Regions from separate parts of the Callithrix jacchus genome. Here region 1 is linked to region 2. Evidence: chromatin contacts called from public Hi-C data. All regions are on one chromosome and are shown on one strand. Each heading gives the region's core, a stretch centred on a gene start, on an enhancer-like site or on the middle of the called end of the contact. The rest is flanking DNA. Distances are from core to core; before and after follow the strand shown.

Region 1 (3,602 bases), core at 177-2,676, 130 kb after region 2:
GCCTGGAGAGTTCAGGCCAGAACCCTGGCTTCCCGTATTTCACCTGCAGCAGCTCTGAGCGGCCTCAGCCAGCGCAGCTCCACCTGCTCTCAGCAGAGCCTCCAGCGCTGGACCTGCCTTCTGTAGTAAACAAGCTCAACCACTCAGATCGCTGATATCTTTTCTTTTTCTTTTATTTTTTTTAAGAGACAGGGGTCTCACTCCGTCCCCCAGGCTGGAGTGTAGTGCCTCCATTATAGGTCACTGCAGCCTCGAACTCCCAGGCTCAAGTGAGTCTCCACCTCAGCCTCTCAAATAGATGAAACTATAGGCACACGCCCACCGCCCTTGGATAATTTATTTTTATTCCAGTTTTTATAGAAACAGGGTCTTGTGTCAGGGCACGGTGGCTCACGCCTATAATCCCAGCACTTTGAGGGGTCGAGGCAAGTGGATCACTTAAGGTCAGGAGTTTGAGACCAGCCTGGCCAACATGGCAAAACCTCATCTCTACTAAAAATGCAAAAATTCGCTGGGCATTGTGGTGGGCACCTGTAATCCCAGCTACTCAGGGGGGCTGAGGCAGGGAGAATTGCTTAAACCCAGAAGGCAGAGGTTGCAGTGAGCTGAGATCGCACCACTGCACTCCAGCCTTGGCAGGAGCAAGACTCCATCTCAGAAAAACAAAAACAAAAAGCAAGGTCTCACTATGTTGCCCAGGCTGGTCTCAAACTCCTGGGCTCAAGCGATCCTCCCGCCTCAGCCTCCCACAGTGTTGGGATTATAGGCATAAGCCACTGTGTCTGGCTGATCTTTTCTTTACGTGTGCAGTGATCATAGCCATGTTCTTTAGTGCACTCACAGGTCCTATGCTCCTTCCAGAGGGACAGCTATGTCACCCTCTCAAGGAGTAGTTTGCTGGGGAGCAGGAGGGCTGGCCAGGGTGACTCACTACAGCTCTCAGATCACCCCACGCCGCAGCTGGGAGGAGGGGAGTCTGCCCAGTGATGTTCTCCCTGCCTTGGACTCTCCTACAGAGCCTGCAGCTTCATCTCCCAGGTCAGACACCACAGTGGCCACAACAGCAGCTCTTGGCCCGGGCTCCCGGCTGATGCCTTCAAAGTCACCTTCCACGGGAACCACAAGGATAGGCAGTCATGAGTCCTCCCACGGCCCCTCTCAAATGACAGCCAGGACCTGGGAACTCACAGCACATGCTTCCCACCAGCCGCCAGGTCAGCACTCACGTTGCCCCAGGAGAGGTTATTCCCCACTGTGGCTTCTGAGATCTGGGCTGAGATCCATCACAAGGCAGGTTTATACCATCGATCCAAAGTCAGGACTCACTGGGCACTCCGCTGCCCCCGGCCACCAGCCTCCTGGCCTGGCCTTTTCTCCGTGGCTTTGCCCTTGGGGCAGCTAGAAAAGCAAGCCCACCACCCCCACCAGAAGTGGCAGGACCAGCCTTGTCACCTGCACGGAGAGCCTGTACTGAGAGTCTGAGTGGCATCTGTGCCCTCCCACAGTGGGAGGTGGTGGCAGCTGCCTGCAATCCGGGGCCAGGATCTGTGGAAGGGAGGAGCTGTAGGTAAAGTGGACCTTCTCTAAGGCTTATCTGATTCTTTTTTATTTATTTATTTTTTTGAGACGGAGTTTCACTCTTGTTACCCAGGCTGGAGTGCAATGGCACGATCTCAGCTCACTGCAACCTCCACCTCCTGGGTTCAGGCAATTCTCCTGCCTCAGCCTCCTGAGTACCTGGGATTACAGGCACGCGCCACCATGCCCAGCTAAGGCTTATCTGATTCTTAAGTGTGGCCAGCACTTCAGTGAGCTACCCTGCTTGCTTGCTCTTTGCTAAAACGAGTCTGCTTACGCCAGCCACGTGTCTCCCAAGGTGCTAGGATGGGAGCCAAGCTGTGCAGTTTCTCCTGCTTCATGAGGAACTAGGGCCTCTAGGACTCAAGCTGTGACACTGTCCTTTGTTTTCCGCAGATGGGTATCCACCGGGCAACAGCAGCACCATAGGTAAGTTTGTCCCTTTGTCCAGTATGTTTATGATTGAGGTGACCGCAGTCCCAGGGTGCTGGGGGGTCGTGGCCCGGGCCTGCCCCCCAGCACAGTCCTGACAGCGGCCCCTTCCACTCTCAGAAGATTGCCATCAGATAAAAAGTTTAAAAAGTGCCAATTTATGGAATTCTCTGTTTGATGTGCTTATTTTTCTTAATATTGGTAGTTTCTAGCTGTCAGGCTACCGGAGTTGAACCCAGAAAGCTGGCACCCAAAACAGGGCTCCAGGCCAGCTCTTCACAGCTCTATGCAGCAGGGTTCGCCTCCCATGCAGGGAGCATCCGAAAACACAGGTGCCGGCTGCCAGCACTGACGCTGCAGCATCTCTGCCACATGCTGCCCATCCCTCTCTACGGCGTGGCACCATGCACTTAGAGAGGCTGTCCACATTTTCAGTATAAAATGCTCCTCTTGGCCAGGCGTGGTGGCTCACACCTGTACTTTGGGAGGCCGAAATTTGAGGATCCCTTGAGGCCAGAATTTGAGGCCAGCCTGCTTAACATAGCAAGATCTCATTTCTATTTAAGAAAAGAAAAAGAAAAAAGTTAACAAAACAAAATAAAACAAAAAAACCGCTCATCTTTACAGAAGACACACACAATGCTAAGGCTAGGAGAATAGGATCGAGAACGTGCAAGTGACGATAGAAAAAGGGGGACGCATTTGCAAGACTAAAAGAAAAAGATGAAGGGAGGGGAGGAGAGAGAACAGGAGGAAGAAAGGAAGCATGCAGGGAGGAAGAATGCCAGTAATGAGAAGAACGCAAGTCATGCTTCAGGCTGGCAAACTTCCAGAGTAACAGAAAACCCAACTGTAATGTGACACGGACAAAAATTACCGTGACCTTCTGTTCATAAATTTTCCTGCTAGAGAATGATTCGTATTTTGTGGTCTCATTTTTACCTGCATCAAATGTCATCTGGAAAAACATCAAGTGACTTCGGATATTTTAGCTGTTAGTTGATTAGAATTGTTTAAAAACCAATTAGACCCTGGCGAGGTAGCCCACACCCATAATCCCAACACTTGGGGAGGCTGAGGCAGGCCCATCACCGGAGGCCAGGAGTCCAAGACCAGCCTGGCCAACTTGACAAAACCCGTCTTTACTAAACATACAAAGAATTAGCCGGGCATGATGGCACATGCCTGTAGTCCCAGCTACCAGGGAGGCCGAGGTGGGAGAATTGCTTGAACCCAGGAAGCAGAGGTTGCAGTGAGCTGTGATCATGCCACTGCACTCTGGCCTGGGCAACAGAACAAGACCCTGTCTCAAAAAACGACGAAAAGTAAATTCCATTTCTAACTCAAAAGTCCCCTTGCAACGAGGAAGCAGCCCTTGCTATCAGATTTCTGGGCATCCTTCAGAGGGACTGTATAAACCAGCTCAGAGGGGCGAAGGGAGGCTGGACCGCTGCTTTATTTCTCCTGTTCACCTTATTTGTTTCCGCTTGCTGTCATAGCTTGTAGGTCCTCCCATATCAGGACACAAAAACCACCTCATCCTTTTTAACAGCTACAGAATATTCCATTGTATGGAATTCCCACCATTTACT
Region 2 (3,726 bases), core at 945-3,444:
AGGAATATGGTAAGACTGGGCGAGGTGGCTCGCACCTGTAATCCCAGCACTTTGGGAGCCCAAGGCGGAAGGATCACCTGAGGTCAGGATTCGAGACCAGTCTAGCCAATATGGTGAAACCCCATCTCAACTAAAAACACAAAAATTAAGCTGAGCGTGATGCCGAGCGCCTGTAATCCCAGCTACTCAAGGCCGAGGCAGAGAATCATTGAATCCGGAAGCGGAGGTTGCAGTGAGCCAGTTGCGCCGCTGCACTCCAGCCTGGACCATACAGTAAGACTCCGTCTCAGGAGAAACAAAAAAGAATATGGCAAATACACACAGAAAGGAACAGGAGGGGTGGTGCACTTTGATGTCCACAAAAAATACGGCAAAAAAGGCATCTACCTCATGTATAAGATCTACCATAACTTTCTAAAGAACTGAAAAAAATTTTCCCCATACCTTCATCTGCCCTTGACAGTTTAATCTTTCCATTCATTCTCACAGTCTGCTACTCTCAAAATGCCATCGGGTAGAATTGCAAACACAGTCCAATAGAGTCACCTATAATTTAGGAGCGTAACAGAACATTCTTCACTATTGACTATGATGGAAGGCTTGAGAGATGACTAACCTGGGATCATCTGCTCCCTGCTGCGGGGAGGTCTGAAAAACTCATATGCAGAGGAGAATGAAGGTAATTTAAAACAAACCAGGTAAAAAGAAATCCACTTTAAATAAAGCTGCATTTGGGAGTGTACAACAATCCTCTCAAGAGCCTCCAGAAAGGCTGTCTTTGGTTCCGCAGAGGTCCACGATCGCACAACCTGCTGTTACAAACTGGACAGCACGCAGCACCTTGCCTAACTAACTCTAAAAATAAAGCCCTCTCGTTTAGCTCATAAATTGTTACCCCATCATCCCTAAAAGCTGTCATTACGATCAAAATGTCTGCAGCCTTTACCAACTAGAAATCTGGAAACTGAGTTGCATCCTTTAAAAACTCCATCTGTTGCAGGGAGCCAGTGCTCATGTACCCGTCTATTTGAGTATATGCGTATCCTGCCCTGATCTAGAATATCCTATTTTCCATCCATATGCCAGGCTCTAGCAATAAGGATCCTCAATGGCGCTCCTTTGCTGCTCCTCAAGAAACCTCCATGTTCTGACCGGACGACTCCTCGAAACACAGCACCCCCTCCTGAAACCTTCCTCTCTGCCTCACCTGCAGCTTCCAGAACGCACTACGGCGCTTCACTTCTGCTACTTTCGCCGTGACTTCCTCCGCCAGGAGCCTTTTTTCCCACCTCGCACATCTAACAAAGTACCTTCAAGACTCAACATAAGCATCACCTCCTCTCTCAAGATCTCGCGTCCTTCACCAAACCGAGCCTGGGTTTCCACGCCTGCTTTCCCAGAAACCAAACTCCTGCAAGCAAGGGCAGAACCTCGCTCCACCTGCATTCTCATCATTTCCCATCCTCTGGGCAATAGGTGAAGCTCAAGGACTGCCTGGGGTCGGAAGTGCGCGCTGAAACACCGCTCAAACGGCACGATCCGAGGCGACGCCGGGGTCCGGGCTGCCTTCCCGTCTCGGGGAGCTCCGGAGTCTGGGAAACGCCAACGTCTGCACTCCCAGTTCTGAGAGCCGGGGAAGAATCGGCTCCTTTCTCTGAGCCCGGGAGAGAGGCAACTGTGCGGGGCCAGGTTGGGGGACACGCTCCGGGTCTAGGGACCGGGCAACTTCGTCAGGACGTGGTGCACGAAGTGGAGGCGAAACGCTCTTCAGGGCCGAAGAGCCCGAGGCAGACAGGAGGAGGAGGGGAAGAGGGAGCAGGCCAGAGCCCGGGTCACCCGAGGCGGCGGCGGGCGGAGTGTACCGGGCCACCGCCGAGCGGAGAGGCCAGGGCCCGCTGCGGGGACTGAGACCCGCGGAGGCTCGGGTTGAGATGGCCCGGCCCCCACCCCTCGCGACGCGGCCTAAAGCCGCGGCCTCGCGTCCAGCGCTTCCCGGGAAGGCGCGCCCGCTTCGGGTCCCGCCAGGCCGCCCCCCTGGGGCCGCCAGGGCGCGACTTACCCGGCCCGCCCAGCCGACTCTGCCCATGGGCCGCGGCGGCGGCAGCGCGGAGCCGGGCGGCACTCCGCGGAAACCCGCCGGCGGCAGGAGCCCTTGGCGGCGCCCACCCTTCGCTGAGTCCTCAGGGCGCTCGGCTGCGCGGGGTCAGAGAGCGCGGGCTGCCGGGAGAGCGCGCCGCGCCTGCGCCTGCGCCTGCGCCTGCGCCTAGGCCTGCTTTGGCCTCTGCGCCTGCGCCGAGGGCTCCTTGCCGCACTGCCCCCTGCCCGCGGGAGGACCGCACTGCACGCTCCCCTCAGCAGGCGTCCTCTTCTACCACCAAGAGGTGTCGCCTGGGTGCACGTTTTCGAAATTCCACAAAGTTTGAGGAACGCGCGGCAGCGCCCCCAGATGGTAAGAAGGAGAAGTGGTCCGAGGCCGCGCTTTCTGATTGGGGGAGGTGGGGGAGTGAGTGTCTCCAGGTCTCTCGATCTCATTCATTCAAAAGCAAAAAGTTGAAAATAAATCTGCATAGCCGAGATGCTGGCAAAAGGATGGCAAGGAGCACGGGGTTGAGCATAAGATTAAGGAAACAGATGCCGCGATTGGGGTACAGAAAAGAATGTCAATGCTATAAAGCCTCGATCTTTAACAACAACGTCGCTGACAGAAGTAGGGAGGGGAAGGGAACGTGGGACTTCGGGAAAATGTGATTTTTACATCTGTAATTGGGTGTCAAATAGAGTTCAAGCCGATAAGTCAAATAGTAGAGATTTAAGCAGACGTCTTAGTCCGAAGGAATATACCAAGATACTATAATCCATTAAAATCCAGTGATTAAGAAAATGAGAAATGAGAGGAAAAAAAGAAATAGAATGGAGAGGCAAAAGAAAACCAAAGAAATAGAGGATTAAGGACGTCATGGGATGGCATAATTCTGAGGGCGACGCAGAGCAAAACTACAAATCTTTCAAATAATACACACACACACACACAACCACAGCAAAACAAACAAAGCAACGTAGGGAAATATTTGAAAAAGTTACAAAACAGAAAGCATAACCAAACTATATGACAGAACAAGACCAAATGTCTCACAGGAAGAAATATAGACCTAAGCTTAGCTATTAAAAAAAGGCTCAGATTGGAACACAAACCATCGTGCAACTAAATGTTGTATAAAAGAAAGTGCTGGCCGGGCAAAGTGGCTCACGCCTCTAATCTCAGCACTTTGGGAGGCCGAGGCAGACAGATCACCAGGTCAGGAATTCGAGAGCGGCCTGGCCGACATGGTGAAACCCCAACTCTACTAAAAATACAAAAAATTAGCTGGGCGTGGTGGCGTATGCCTGTGATCCCAGCTACTCGGGAGGCTGAGGCAGGAGAATTGCTTGAACCTGTAGGTGGAGGTTGCAGTGAGCCGAGATCACACCAGTGCACTCCAGCCTTGAAAGAAACTCTGTCTCAAAAAAAAAAAAATAAAGAAAGTGCTGAAGCAAAGTTATTCTGAGTTTGAAAATACAAGACTGGAAAGGATATGCCAAGGAATATGCAAAAAATAAACAAAAATCAGGAATCACAAATAACTTAAGGTTGATTTCAGGGCAAAAAGCATTAAGTAAGATTAAGAAGGGCATTTTATAACCCTGAGAAGCACCGTTCACAATAAAGAAAAAAATAGGAAAATCTTC

What was found. A called contact is a pair of places that touch in the nucleus more often than the background predicts.
Region 1: a Hi-C map of induced pluripotent stem cells shows a contact between it and region 2, with 1.8 times the contacts expected there. The contact joins the enhancer-like site here to the promoter of RBM17 in region 2. A contact is called at or near these places in 2 of 3 Hi-C or Micro-C datasets (induced pluripotent stem cells and skeletal muscle).

Annotation. Positions count from the first base shown.
Region 1 is chr7:7,839,970-7,843,571 of calJac240_pri, forward strand. It overlaps IL15RA (interleukin 15 receptor subunit alpha), which reads left to right. Exons shown (of 8, transcript XM_035306732.3): 5 at 1,017-1,214; 6 at 1,975-2,007. Among named protein-coding and RNA genes, the nearest start is that of IL15RA, 19 kb to the left of the region's middle. Within about 2 kb of position 1,427, at least 2 of the 16 cell types and tissues checked have an H3K27ac peak or open chromatin away from gene starts, as enhancers often do. A contact at or near this core is called in skeletal muscle, where this site is marked.
Region 2 is chr7:7,706,836-7,710,561 of calJac240_pri, forward strand. It overlaps RBM17 (RNA binding motif protein 17), which reads right to left and starts at 2,195. Exons shown (of 12, transcript XM_002750026.7): 1 at 2,060-2,195.